Linked DNA regions of Mus musculus: regions 2 and 3 are each linked to region 1. A link is a contact called in public promoter capture Hi-C data. All regions are on one chromosome and are shown on one strand. The core of a region is the stretch at or near the end of the contact, and the rest is flanking DNA. Distances in the headings are between cores, read along the strand shown. Region 1 holds the start of Eif1b (eukaryotic translation initiation factor 1B). Region 2 overlaps Trak1 (trafficking protein, kinesin binding 1). Region 3 overlaps Ulk4 (unc-51-like kinase 4).

The links. Promoter capture Hi-C pulls out the DNA fragments that hold promoters and counts their contacts.
Region 2: a contact with region 1 is called in a promoter capture Hi-C map of stem cell-derived epiblast-like cells, with 4 times the contacts expected there. The contact joins the enhancer-like site here to the promoter of Eif1b in region 1. A contact is called at or near these places in 4 of 39 promoter capture datasets (hippocampal neurons, liver and stem cell-derived epiblast-like cells), 3 of 484 Hi-C or Micro-C datasets (the N1E-115 cell line and embryonic stem cells) and 3 of 115 datasets of contacts at active chromatin or transcription factors (cardiomyocytes, embryonic forebrain and embryonic midbrain).
Region 3: a promoter capture Hi-C map of the HPC-7 cell line shows a contact between it and region 1, with 16 times the contacts expected there. The contact joins the enhancer-like site here to the promoter of Eif1b in region 1. A contact is called at or near these places in 9 of 39 promoter capture datasets (the 3T3-L1 cell line, the HPC-7 cell line, cranial neural crest and 5 more), 4 of 15 datasets of contacts at CTCF or cohesin (embryonic stem cells, large pre-B cells, pro-B cells and 1 more), 88 of 484 Hi-C or Micro-C datasets (the AML12 cell line, B cells, the Ba/F3 cell line and 49 more), 12 of 115 datasets of contacts at active chromatin or transcription factors (astrocytes, bone marrow-derived macrophages, craniofacial prominence and 9 more) and 1 of 9 other capture datasets (embryonic stem cells).

Annotation. Positions count from the first base shown.
Region 1 is chr9:120,490,494-120,494,531 of GRCm38.p6, forward strand. It overlaps Eif1b (eukaryotic translation initiation factor 1B), which reads left to right and starts at 2,113. Exons shown (of 4, transcript NM_026892.3): 1 at 2,113-2,348; 2 at 3,614-3,777. The coding sequence starts at 2,318. D830035M03Rik (RIKEN cDNA D830035M03 gene) reads right to left here and starts at 2,088. Exons shown (of 2, transcript NR_166642.1): 1 at 1,613-2,088; 2 at 1-637.
Region 2 is chr9:121,470,005-121,474,042 of GRCm38.p6, forward strand. Trak1 (trafficking protein, kinesin binding 1) reads left to right here. Exons shown (of 16, transcript NM_175114.3): 16 at 2,233-4,038. The coding sequence ends at 2,995. Among named protein-coding and RNA genes, the nearest start is that of Gm51661, 17 kb to the left of the region's middle. Within about 2 kb of position 2,362, at least 7 of the 459 cell types and tissues checked have an H3K27ac peak or open chromatin away from gene starts, as enhancers often do. A contact at or near this core is called in stem cell-derived epiblast-like cells, where this site is marked.
Region 3 is chr9:121,248,286-121,252,323 of GRCm38.p6, forward strand. Ulk4 (unc-51-like kinase 4) reads right to left here. Exons shown (of 37, transcript NM_177589.3): 15 at 2,577-2,758; 16 at 640-686. Among named protein-coding and RNA genes, the nearest start is that of Gm34735, 20 kb to the right of the region's middle. Within about 2 kb of position 1,661, at least 16 of the 459 cell types and tissues checked have an H3K27ac peak or open chromatin away from gene starts, as enhancers often do. A contact at or near this core is called in the HPC-7 cell line and bone marrow-derived macrophages, where this site is marked.

The sequences.
Region 1 (4,038 bases), core at 863-3,362:
GATGTGAGATTTTCCAGTAGGGTTTTTTTTTTTTTTTTAAGTAAAAGCAGGTGGACTGGAATCTTTTGAAGTCTGCGCATATTTTATATTTACCCTTGCATTTCCATTTAGACCAGCTATACTGCAAGAGCTCCGTGCTGTGGGTGAACAGTAGATTTGCACTGTACACTAGAGGCTTAAACACAAAGTCCATGAGGGCAGACACAGAAGAGCCTTTAACCAGTTTTTTTTTATTTGCTTGGCTAAAACTTTTGTAGCTTTCTTGGGTACTTCTGATGTAAGCCTTACTTCTAAATGGAGGGATACGTTCTACTAACAGGTATAGTGACAGTGAGACCTTGAAATTTTCGGGGTGTGTGTCTGCAATGTGAGTGATGTCCACCTGAGTGCAGGTACCCACAGAATCCATAAAAGGGCATCCGACCTCCTGGAGTTGGAGTTGTAGGCAGTTGAGAGCTGCTTTCTCCTGAGAGCTGGGGCCTGCAGCAGTCCTCTGAAAGAACAGCTAGACTATGCCATTGCTCCAGCTCCAGTCTTCAGGGAAACTTCAAGGTTTTTCTGTTTTAGTTTTCTTCTCTGGCTCACTCATCCTAGGCTCCATCTGAGAAACCACGTAATACCCAGTGGTAAGGTATATCTAGTAAGAAAAGGGGGGAAACATACCATGTAGTAGAGTGGTAATTTATACCGTATGTTTTGTGTAGTCTGTGCTTCTTATACTACTTTGTAGACTTCTTTAAGTTACTTAGAAAATAGTGTTAATATTTCAGGCAGAAAATTTATATAATTTATTAAAAACTTCTCAAGGACTGGTGAGGTGGCTCAGGCTTGCTGATGGCCTGACAACCTGAGTTCCTGCTCCAGGACCTACATGAAGGTGGAAGATGCTCAAGACTATTAATTCAAATATTCGTAAGCTAGAGTTTTTCAAACCATGGTATAAGAATAAAACTGAGTAAGTAGTGTGCCTGAAACCTGACTGGTGGATGTAGGGGCATACAAGTGTATTCATTTTTACAACCCTAAAGCAACAGGCCATGCATAGAAACATTAGGAGCGGCCACTTTGTACAATAGAAGTCACTGAAACATGAGCACTACACTCCAGATATTCATTTCCTTTTTTAAACTACAGTAATGGACTTCGAGAGACTTCCCAGGAGTTGCTGCTCTTACACAAGACCTGGGTTCTGTTCCCATGGTCTCATAACCAGCTGTTATTCCAGTTCCAGGGGATATGACACCCTCTTCTGGCCTCTATGGTACATACACCCAACCACATAAAAATAAAATCTTTTTAAAAAGGAAATTGTAGTAGCGATTGGACCTACTGCTACATCTTGTTGAATGGATTGCTAGACAGAAACATAGTATGTATGCTATCTATGGCTTCTAATGTCTTGCATCAGGCCTCCAATACTATTTCAACACGAAGGCAACAGGTTTGACCTACAAAAAGGTTAAGAATTCCAAATTTTTAGTCTACTGCTTTGGTCTAGAAAGCCAACCACCTGCATAGGTGGTTTACATAGGTTAAGACGGTTCTCCACTGTCCACTGATGGTTGTGCACGGTTACTCTTTACAGTTACTTCATCTGCTCGCTCACACTCACCTAGCAACCACCAGACACCCATCCTGCACGGGACTTGCATCCGACCTTAGGAGGCTCCGCAGAGGAGAGCTCGGGCGGGATGGTAGCGCGTTCTCTCCACGCACACCTGACTCTGCTAGAGGCTAGGTCGTGACACCTGAGACAAACAGGTTAAGCTTAGTAGAGACTGCAGCATCGGAATCCCGGGGCTTGGAGGAAGGGAGAATTCCCAGGTGGCACCCACAAGGGTTCTGCAAGGAACTCAGGGGTCTCGGGAACCCTGGGGGCTGGGGAGGGCGGCGGAGGCGCAGAGCGCGGTCCCCGCTGGTTGCAAGTCCAGACCCCCGGGGGCACGTTTCTCGCCGTTGCACCCGGAAGCGCCTCCGCCCGGCGCCTCGGGCGGGACGGACCGCGGCTGCCCGCAGTGGGCTCCCGCCCGCTCCTCGCTGGCCCCCGGCTCGGCGCTCCGGGGCGGACGCGCGGTGCGTGCGGACGGTCACGTGGCGGCGGCGCGCGGGGCTAAATACGCGGCGCCGGCCATTTTGTGCGAGAAGCCGCAGCGCCGCCTCCCTGCTCGCGCCCCACCGCCGCCTCCGCGTCTTCCTGCGCCCCGGGCTTCCGCCGCTTCATTGATTTCCGTTTCTCGCCGCTGCAGCCTCCTGACACGGTGATCCGGGCGGGCCCCGCGGGAATTCTATCCTCTCACCGGCCTCACACTAGTGTCGCATGTCCACTATCCAGAACCTCCAATCTTTCGGTAAGGGCCAGTGGCCGGCCGCCGCCCGCGTCCCTCTGGGCTTTGTCTCGGCGCCCAGAAGATGGCGACGGGGGGCTCCCCGCGACCCTAGCCCGGGGGATGCCCCTCTCCGGGCCTCGGACACGGCCTTAAGTGGGCCTGCGACTCCGTAGAGGCGAGGGCCCGACCGGCAGGCGCTTGGGGAACTTGACACTGGCAGGAAGACAAGGGTCTCGGGGACTCACAGGACGGTCGGGGGACACGCCAGGGCTGCAGGGGGACCCGCCAGAGGCTGGGGGGACTGACAGAAAGGCCGGGGGCTTCAGAGACCCGTAAGGGAGCTACAGTACTTGCCAGGGCTGCAGAGACTAGGACTAGGGGCTTGCAGGGAACCTGACAGTGACAAGACGCTGGGAGTCTCTGGTGTTATCTCTCTTGTGGCCTCGGGGCTGGCCAGGGCTTTGCAAGGAGACTGGAGGGGTGGGGCCCAGAAGCTGGAGAACCTGACAGCTTTAGGGTGACTGCGAGACCTGTGACTCTCAGACGACTCACAAGTGTGTGTGTGTGTGTGTGTGTGTGTGTGTGTGTGTGTGTGTGTGTTGGGGCATGGGGGGCGGGGGGTGGCCTTGCTCAGTCCTTGCTGGGAGGGAAGGGAAGTTAAGGGCTTAGAGGATCTGCGACTCAGTCGGCCAGGACTGGAGGGGGGGGGGGTGCCAGAGAGACCTGTCACTGACCGGAGCTGGGGTGGGGCTGGACCCAGCTGGTTTTAAGCAGCCCCCAGAGGCGTCTGTTTGAAACACTTAGGAGAGAGGCCTCTGATTTGACTTGGAAGTGGCCCTGTTGTCTCTGCTTGCAATCATTTTGTAAATTACACCTCGTGAGGTTGCATGTATATGTTTATATGTGTTTTATAAGGCTCAGTTACTATGTTAACTAATTGGGGTGGGTGTTTTTGAATGTTGTAGTCGAAAAATAGTGGCGGTGACGCATGTTCTTGTGGCGGCTGTATGAAGGCTGTATGAAATTAGGGTTTCGTAAATGTTTTCTGTCTCATTTGCTGGTGGCTTCCACAGTGGTGGTCTCTACTTTTAAGCTCAGATATCGGCATACAGAGCCTGCTTAGGTTTTTCTCCTTTGAAAAACTTATTATCAGTGAGCCCCACCCTCGCCTGCAGAAATGGAGCAGGAGTGCTGGAGGCCTCACCGAGGTCTGTCTGGATATGGAGTGGAGCACGCTTCTACATACTACTTTGTAATTTGTTTTCTACTTTTCTGCTCCTCTACAGACCCCTTTGCTGATGCAACTAAGGGCGACGACTTACTCCCGGCAGGGACTGAGGACTACATTCATATAAGGATCCAGCAGCGCAACGGCAGGAAGACGCTGACCACTGTGCAGGGCATTGCGGACGATTATGACAAAAAGAAACTTGTGAAAGCTTTCAAAAAGGTGACCGTGAGGAGTGGGTGCATGCCAGAGCTCGGGCCAGGAGAGCTGCTTTGTTCTCCATCTGAGTCGGTTACCCCTCTCTGAGGAATGTGAGCCGATGAGTTGTTACTGTTCCCCTAATATTTCCCTCATGTGGCCTCCAGATTCATTTACAGAGTCGCTTAGTTCTGGAGGACACTGCTCCTTGGTGCAGTCAAGCCGGCTGGCGCAGCTGTGTTTGTTCTGTCAGAGTTAACCCTCTGCATTTAACTTGATGTGTTG
Region 2 (4,038 bases), core at 1,112-3,611, 980 kb after region 1:
CTTCCCTCCTTGCCTTCCAGGGAAAAGGGAGAATGGTATCTTAGAACACAGAAGAGTGACATCCACCCCCTACCCCACCCCACCCCACCCCCACTTTCTCTGTGACACAGTCAAATTAGATCCTAGAGTTGATGGATGGAGTCAGGGAGGGAGGTGAGGAGGGCCAGCTCAGCCGGGGCGGCCACCCCTGGGAGCACCTTAAACTATGAATAATTCTCCACAGGTCTTGTGAGGATGACGACGAAGCAGCAATATGCCCCGTTGAGCTGAGAGGAGATATAGGGCAGAGAGTCTGAGCCCACGGGCAAGGCAGGGGGTGAGCACACGGCCAATGGAGCCTGCTCCTGCAGGGCCACGCCCAAGGAGCTGTGTGTGCAACTGTGGCTGCCACTAACCCGGGGACGGAGGCTTCCATGTGTCTCTGTGGTTGTGCCTGGTTAACATGGTCCTGACCATTATTCTAACCCAGCTAAACCCCCAGACCAGCTGAATGTCAACACTAATGAAGGCATAACAGAAGGTTTCACCCAATGGGGTCCCTGGATTTCCGCTTTGTTTCTGTCCCTTGCTGCCCCTGGGAGATGCTGGCTTCCCAGCCTGTGACTTTGTTTAGAAGAGGTTGTTTTAAAAGGCCACAGAACGTTGATGTCCCTTGTGAAGCCAAATAACTAAATGTATGCTTTGGGTTGAAGCCACAGGCCTCAGACTGCCCCCAAGTATGTCTTACCCCAGAAGTAGCTATGTGGGGGGCGGGGCAGAAAGACCTTGGAAGTCAGGTGTAAGGGGAGCTACAAGGGGTAAGGGGGTAGGGGACTGTCTTGCCTGAGGTGGGAAGAAATGTAGCTCGGGTGGGGGTGGGGTGGGGGGAAGTCTTAAAAATCTTCATAGGAATGGCCACACTCATTTCCCTTCTTGTCTAGAACATTCATACCTTCTAGCAACTCTCAGCATTTATAAAAACCTTTCCTGCGCCTTTTGCGAGTCTCCCCTTCTTATCCCCAGATCTGCTGTGCTCTCTCCAGGTACTCCCAACTCTGCAGAATCTCCTCTCTCAAGCTTGTGTGTGATGAGCTGTTTCTGTGGCTCCCACCCCATGCCCGCCAGTGTTAGGTGGGGAGACTACCTAAATGTGGGGTCACATGGCACCTCTATCTCTCTCTGTCTAGGGAGGGAGGGGCCCGTCTCTCATCATTCCAAGGGCCTTCTCCAGATGGTCCCGGTTCCCTTTCTGTTTCTAGTTGGTGCCTGCCCAAGGTGCCTGGGCCTCCCGTGAGCAGCCTGGGGAGAGGGGTCTATGACTGAGTTCTGGGGACTGCTCAGCTGGCCTATTGCTAGGGAAGCTGACCACTCCGGCTGAAGTCCCACGAGGCAGTGGCAGTAGGTTTTCTTTTGTCCCTCTGCACCCTCTCAGAAGCAGAGCAGACCTCCCTGAAAGCCAGCTTTGTGAGCACAGACTGCTACTTCTCCCTGCTGCCTGCATTCTGGTGGCTTTCCCAGCTGGATCACAGATACTGGGACCTCCCAGGTCTCCCCAGTCATCAGGCCGTGGTAGATGGACGAATATGGCTTCGCTACACACTCTGATGGGCTTTGAACCTTACAAATCCTAGACAGATTGATCATGTTAGATGTGGTTTCCTTCCCCTGCCCTGACCAGTCCACTGCATCCCAGTCCACTGCATCCCAAGGTGTTTGCACAGTGGGAAGTGGGAGCAGGAACAGCACGGGGCTGAGGCTGAGGCTGAGGCTGAGTCCTGTGCCTTGGCTGCGTTTTTGCTGTTCCTGTAACAAGTTCTCCCGTAACTCGCGGCCCAGGTTTGAAAGATCAAGGTTTGGAAAAAGAACTATTTGGGGTAATTTGGTTGCTGAAGGGTCTGCTTCCTGTCATGACCTGACAGCCGTGGGGCCGCTTCGCATGTGGGTTCAAGTCCAGGATTGTCCACTCACTAGCCAAGTACAGCCCTGAGTACGCCCACTGACCTTAGAGTCTGCATCTCCATGTACAGAGGAGACAGACGGCTCTGGGGTAAGCAAGGGACCATGCGTAGCTTCCTGTTAACTTGAAGCACAGTAAGAGACCCCCCCCCCCTACAAAATGAGGAGCAGAGGGCTCCACAGGGCACAGCAGGGAGTGTCTTCTCCTACCCCAAGCTGCTTCTGCACTCCCTGCAGGCGACTGGGCCACTGATGGTTCTTTCTCACTAATAACCAGCCCCCCCCCCTTTCTTTCAGCCTTAACTCTGCCCCAGCTCCGGCTTGTAGCAGTACCAGCCACTTGAAATCCACACCAGTGGCCACGCCATGCACCCCCCGGAGACTGAGCCTGGCTGAGTCTTTCACAAATGTCCGTGAGTCCACGACAACCATGAGCACGTCCCTGGGGCTGGTATGGTTGCTGAAGGAGCGAGGCATCTCGGCGGCCGTGTACGACCCCCAGAGTTGGGACAGAGCCGGCAGGGGCTCCCTCCTCCACTCCTACACCCCTAGGATGGCTGTGATCCCGTCCACCCCACCAAACTCCCCTATGCAGACACCTTCGGCCTCCCCGCCCTCCTTCGAGTTCAAGTGCACGAGCCCTCCCTACAACAACTTCCTGGCTTCCAAGCCGGCCAGCTCTATCCTGAGGGAGGTGAGGGAAAAGAGGCCCGTGCGGAGCAGCGAGAGCCAAACAGATGTGTCTGTCTCCAACCTCAACCTTGTGGACAAAGTCAGGAGGTTTGGGGTGGCCAGAGTGGTGAACTCAGGACGTGCCCGTATCCCCACCTTGACTGAGGAACAGGGACCTCTCCTCTGTGGACCCACAGGGCCAGCACAGGCTCTTGTCCCTGGGGGCCTGGTCCCCGAGGGCCTGCCTCTGGGGTGCCCCAGTGGCATCCGACGGAATCGCAGCTTCCCCACTATGGTCGGGTCCAGCGTGCAGATGAGAGCCCCCGTGATCCTCACCTCGGGCATCTTGATGGGTGCTAAGCTCCCCAAACAGACTAGCTTGCGGTGAGGCTGGGGATTGCTGTCCTGTCTGCTTCCTGCCTCCTGTCCCCGACAGAGCACTCACACCCCTGTCTCCTCTGAGGTCCACTCCTTCTGAGTTAGAGAGATCAATTGTGTGCCTCTTGGGGGGAGAGTGGAACTCCATATGGTGTGTATACAGGACTTGGGGACCTTGCATCTGCTCTCTCATCCAATCCACAGGAAGTAATAACCCTACAAGGTCACAATCTCGTGAGGATGTCACCTGAGCTCATTTGGGGGAAGGTGGCGTCCTTTCTTCCTTACTTTAAAGAAGCACTGAAATTCCCAAGGCTGTTCTTATCCCATGGATAGGAATCTGGTGAATTCTGCATAAGACTGTCAGGGTGCACACAGAGCCGCCGTGTGGCACAGGTCTCCTCGCTCACCTATGACAGCCGACACACAGGGCTGCTCGCCATCGGAGAGCTGTCCTTTCAGTTGTAGGTGACCCAGCTTCATCAAGGTCTGCACTATCCTGCCCCAATGGACTGTCTGTTCTCCAGACTTCTTTTCACGTCTCTGACTTGAAGTTACCTTGCATTTTGTCACAAGCTGTCAGGGTTAGAGCCTGACGCGAAAAGAATGTATTTACACTCTGATGCGCAATCAGGCGGCCCCTCCGTGTTCTGAGTGATTGATTTTTTCTTTTTTTCCTTCCCATTTCTAAAATTTTTATTTGCAGGGAAGTCTCAGTACTGGCAGTTTCTCTTGGTTCTGACACCAAAGTGCAGACGGCACACACGCTAACTCTCTAATGACAGAGCTTATTTCTGGGACCCAATGTCACAGCCAGGGTGATGTATGACCAGTTCTCACTGTAACAATAGGATCATGGGGAAGGGGACAGGACTGTTAAACCTATACACGGTGGAGGGGAAGGGCCGAAGTCACAGCACACCTCAGGGCATCCTGAGCCAAGGTGTGTCAAGCGTGATGGCTGCTGGCCCCTTTTCACTCTGAAGGGAGCTCAGGCCACATCGTAGAGCTCTGTGGTCCTCAGTGGCTGCAGTTTTTAGTCCCCTCATTTCA
Region 3 (4,038 bases), core at 411-2,910, 760 kb after region 1:
CACCTCTGTCAACCTCAGCATTCCATCCTGAGTCTCCAAGATGACACAGATAATCCCTCCCCCACCTCCCCTCCCCCCTCCCCCCCACCATGGTGCACCAGACCTCTCTTCTGGCCCCACAGTCTGCCAAGGATCTACTGAGTAGGTGAGGACACAGCCCCATTCTACAGATGCGAGCACTGAGGCTCAGTGAACGTGATTTCCCTGCGGGTGAGGTAGGGCTGACCTGGGATCCCAACTCTACACTTCTGCATCCCACATAGACTCCTCCCAGAAAACAGTTCCATCATGTGATCAAGCCCCAGCAAGAGGAGCCTAGAGCCTGCAGCTCCCATACATGAGCACCGTGCATGATTGTCCCATCAGTTTCCATAATACCGTGGGGAAACTCCTGCCACCGGAGGAAGACAGAGGTGTCGGAGGCAGGCACAAGATGAAAAACCCAAAGGTGGGCCGATCTCACAATAGACACCCAGAGAAGGGACAGCCTTCCACATTGGGACAACAGGCAGTGGCTGCGAGTGTCTCATGGTTACCGCAGGCTCACTTCGGATGACTTAGGACTGTGCTTATGATGAGGTATCTGGCAATAACTACAAAATCACAAAGAATGTGCTTTAAAATACGAAGGTTACTTACATATCCCAGTTAGGAGCTATCCGCAGGTGCTGGATTAGCAACTGGAACTAGAATTTAAAAAAGAAAAACATCAAAATGTAAGTTTTATTCAGAACAACATCCAAAGCAATCGGTGAATTAGCAGGGAAACTTACACAGCTGGGGTAAGTGAGACTCCCTCCAGGGAGGTGACCACTGACAGACATGGAACCTCAGCCAGTGTGCCAGCAAAATAAACATAAATAAGAAGTAAGAACTGGGGGCTGGAGAGATGGCTCAGGGGTTAAGAGCACTGACTGCTCTTCCAAAGGTCCTGAGTTCAGTTCCCAGCAACCACATGGTGGCTCACAACCATCTGTAATGGGATCCAATGCCCTCTTCTGATGTGTCTGAGGAGAACTACATTGTACTCATATGCATAAAATAAAAAAATAAATAGAAGAAGAAGAAGAAGTGGTAAGAACCGAGCAATGGAGGGGACAGCTTAGCAGGTAAGAGCAGGTGCTACTTCTGCAGAGGATCCAGGTTCAATTCCCAGCACCCACATAGAGGTTTATAAGCACCAATCACCTGTAACTTCAGCTCCAGGGGAACTGACCCCCTCTTTTTGGCATCCAAGAGCACCTGATGTAACATGCACATGTGCACACACACACACACAATTTAAAGATAAAATGAATCCAGCCGGGCATGGTGGTGCACGCCTTTAATCCCAGCCCTCGGGAGGCAGAGGCAGGCGGATTTCTGAGTTCAAGGCCAGCCTGGTCTACAAAGTGAGTTCCAGGACAGCCAGGGCTACACAGAGAAACCCTGTCTCGAAAAACCAAAAAAAAAAAAAAAAAGATAAAATGAATCTTTAAAAAATTAAGAGCAAGATGTTCTCGATTTGTCCTACTAACTACTCTCCCCACCCCCCACAGACACACAGCAACCTTCACAGGGAGGGAACAAAATGAACTGAAACTCCTCCAGGCTGACTTCAGGGGCTCAGCAGAAAGTGCCACAGTCGCAGCTTCCAGCGGCCCGCCTGAGGAAGTGCCATAGTCGCAGCTTCCAGCGGCTGGCCTGAGGAGCTCTGCCGACCCTGGCCAGTCAGTCACCAGTGAGGCCCGCCAAGGAGAACAGGAAGCGAATGCTGTACGGCTTTCTGTCCTTTCACACATCGGAAACCCTCGCATTTGTCCAGGTGGCCTGGAGCAGGAGCCACCCGAGTTTACTCCAGCACAGAGCTCCATCTCCTGATTACAGACAGGTACAATGGCTCCCGGCCAACACTTAACAAAAATGTCCACAGTTCGAAACCACCATCCACACAACTGCTTCAAGGAAGTTGATGATGATTCCAAAACCTTCATGAGAAAATTTTTCATAAAAAAATAAATCACTTTATTCTTTGTAATTAAATCAGATTACGATTGTATCCATCTGGACATGGTGGCACAGACCTATAATCCCAGCAACTTGGGAAGCTGAGGCAGGAGGATCATATGATCAAGATCTAACTAAGCTACAGAACATGTTCAAGGCCTGGGGAACTCAGAGACGGTGGCTCAAAATAAAAACTAGGGTCAGGGATGTGGCTCAGTGGCAGAGCCCTTGCCTGGCCTGGGTAAGGCTCTGGGATCCCCTGTTCTACCACCACACACACACACACACACACACACACACACACACACATACACACACATACACACACACATATATTCACACACACATACACACATACACACACATATACACACATACACACACTAACATGCACACACACACATACACACACACACACACACACACACACATATCCTTGGTCTATTGTTTTTATTGCCTGTTCTGTTCTACTACTGAGCTGATCATCACTCGGCCCCAAGCTCTTGTTCACATGTCTTTGAAATACAGAGGCCAACCACACAGAGTAGGTGGTGGGGCCCTGGGAGGCCCATCTACCCTGCAGTACCTACCAGCGGGGAGTGAAGCAGCCTGGTGGCCACCTCCTTGTGCGTGGCCACCACACACAGGTAGCACAGGAGGTTCAGCTTGGCCCGCAGCGCCCCTGTGCTCTTCTCGCTGGAGTCGATCTGGGAGCACACCTGCTGCAGGAAGTCATTCCAGTCTTGGTCCTTGAGGACCAGCAACTTCTCCACTGTGGAGGGAAGGAAGCAGAGGGAGCACGTGTGAGGTGGAGAGGGCTGAGCAGACATCCAGTGAGAAGCAGAGGAACAGAGAACTCAGGGCCGGGATGAGGAGGAAACACTACATGACAGTTAACAAAAAGGCACCCCACCTCGGCTCTGAGGCGATGCGCTACTTGGCTGGCCTCTACCCAGGGAGACATAACCATGTCAGTGAACAACTGCTACAATAAGAACAGTAATGACAATGACCATAATAATAATCTTTTCGGGTCAAGAGCTGGGGAGACAGGGAGCCTTGCAAGCATGAGGACGTGAGTCTGAAGCCACACATGCAATCCTGACCCTCAGCAAGTGACGGCTGAGGCTTCCTGGGGCTCCGTGGCCAGCCAGTCTAGTCTAGTCAATGAGCTCAGATCAAGGGACCTCCCTCTGAAGAGATAGACAGTGTGTCTAAGGATAACACTGGGGCCATGCTCTGACACACATGCTCACACTTGCATGTGTACAGATCCAACCACATACAGCTACATCCACTCACATCTACACACACTTTTACAAGTCTGGTAAAATGACTGTTAGACACATCCAGGTCGGTAGGGTGGCTGGCAAAACCTGGAACTCCAGCCTCCAGCTTCCCGCACAAACCAAAGACATCAAAAATGGCGTCTAACCGCACGACAAATGCCAGAAATGGCATCTAACTGCAGGACAAACGGCAGAAGTGGCATCTAACCACACGACAAACGCCAGAAATGGCGTCTAACAGCACAGATCTTACCTTATCTCTATCCATAGACAGACTCGTTTATAAAAACTGCAACTGTTCTCTAACTCTCAGGGGAAGGACTGAGTGATTTCCTGGGTTTCACGGGTAAGGGTTCTCGATACTAGCCACACTATGACTCTGTCACTTTGGTCCCTCAGAAGCGTCCCTCTTGGAGGCTTTGCTCTTAGCTTGTATCCATGTATGAGCTTGGCCTGCACTCATGTAAGTCAGTGTCTTCTTAACTGTGCATCCGTTTTGTTATCTCTAATTTAGTCCCAATCACCGAGTGACCTAGCCACAGAGGAGAACTGGCCCACTAAAAAGATGAACAGCAAAATTCCTGAGGTTCACTCCAGGAAAGACTTTCATGGGCTGAAGGGTAATGATCAGCAGCCATTAGCTATCTCTTCTCAGACACCATCCCCATGAGGGGAATCACATCCCCACAGGGGTGAGCCACCCAACTTCGCTCTCCACTGTCCTGGTCCTCCTAACACAATCCCAAACCTTTGGACTGTTGGC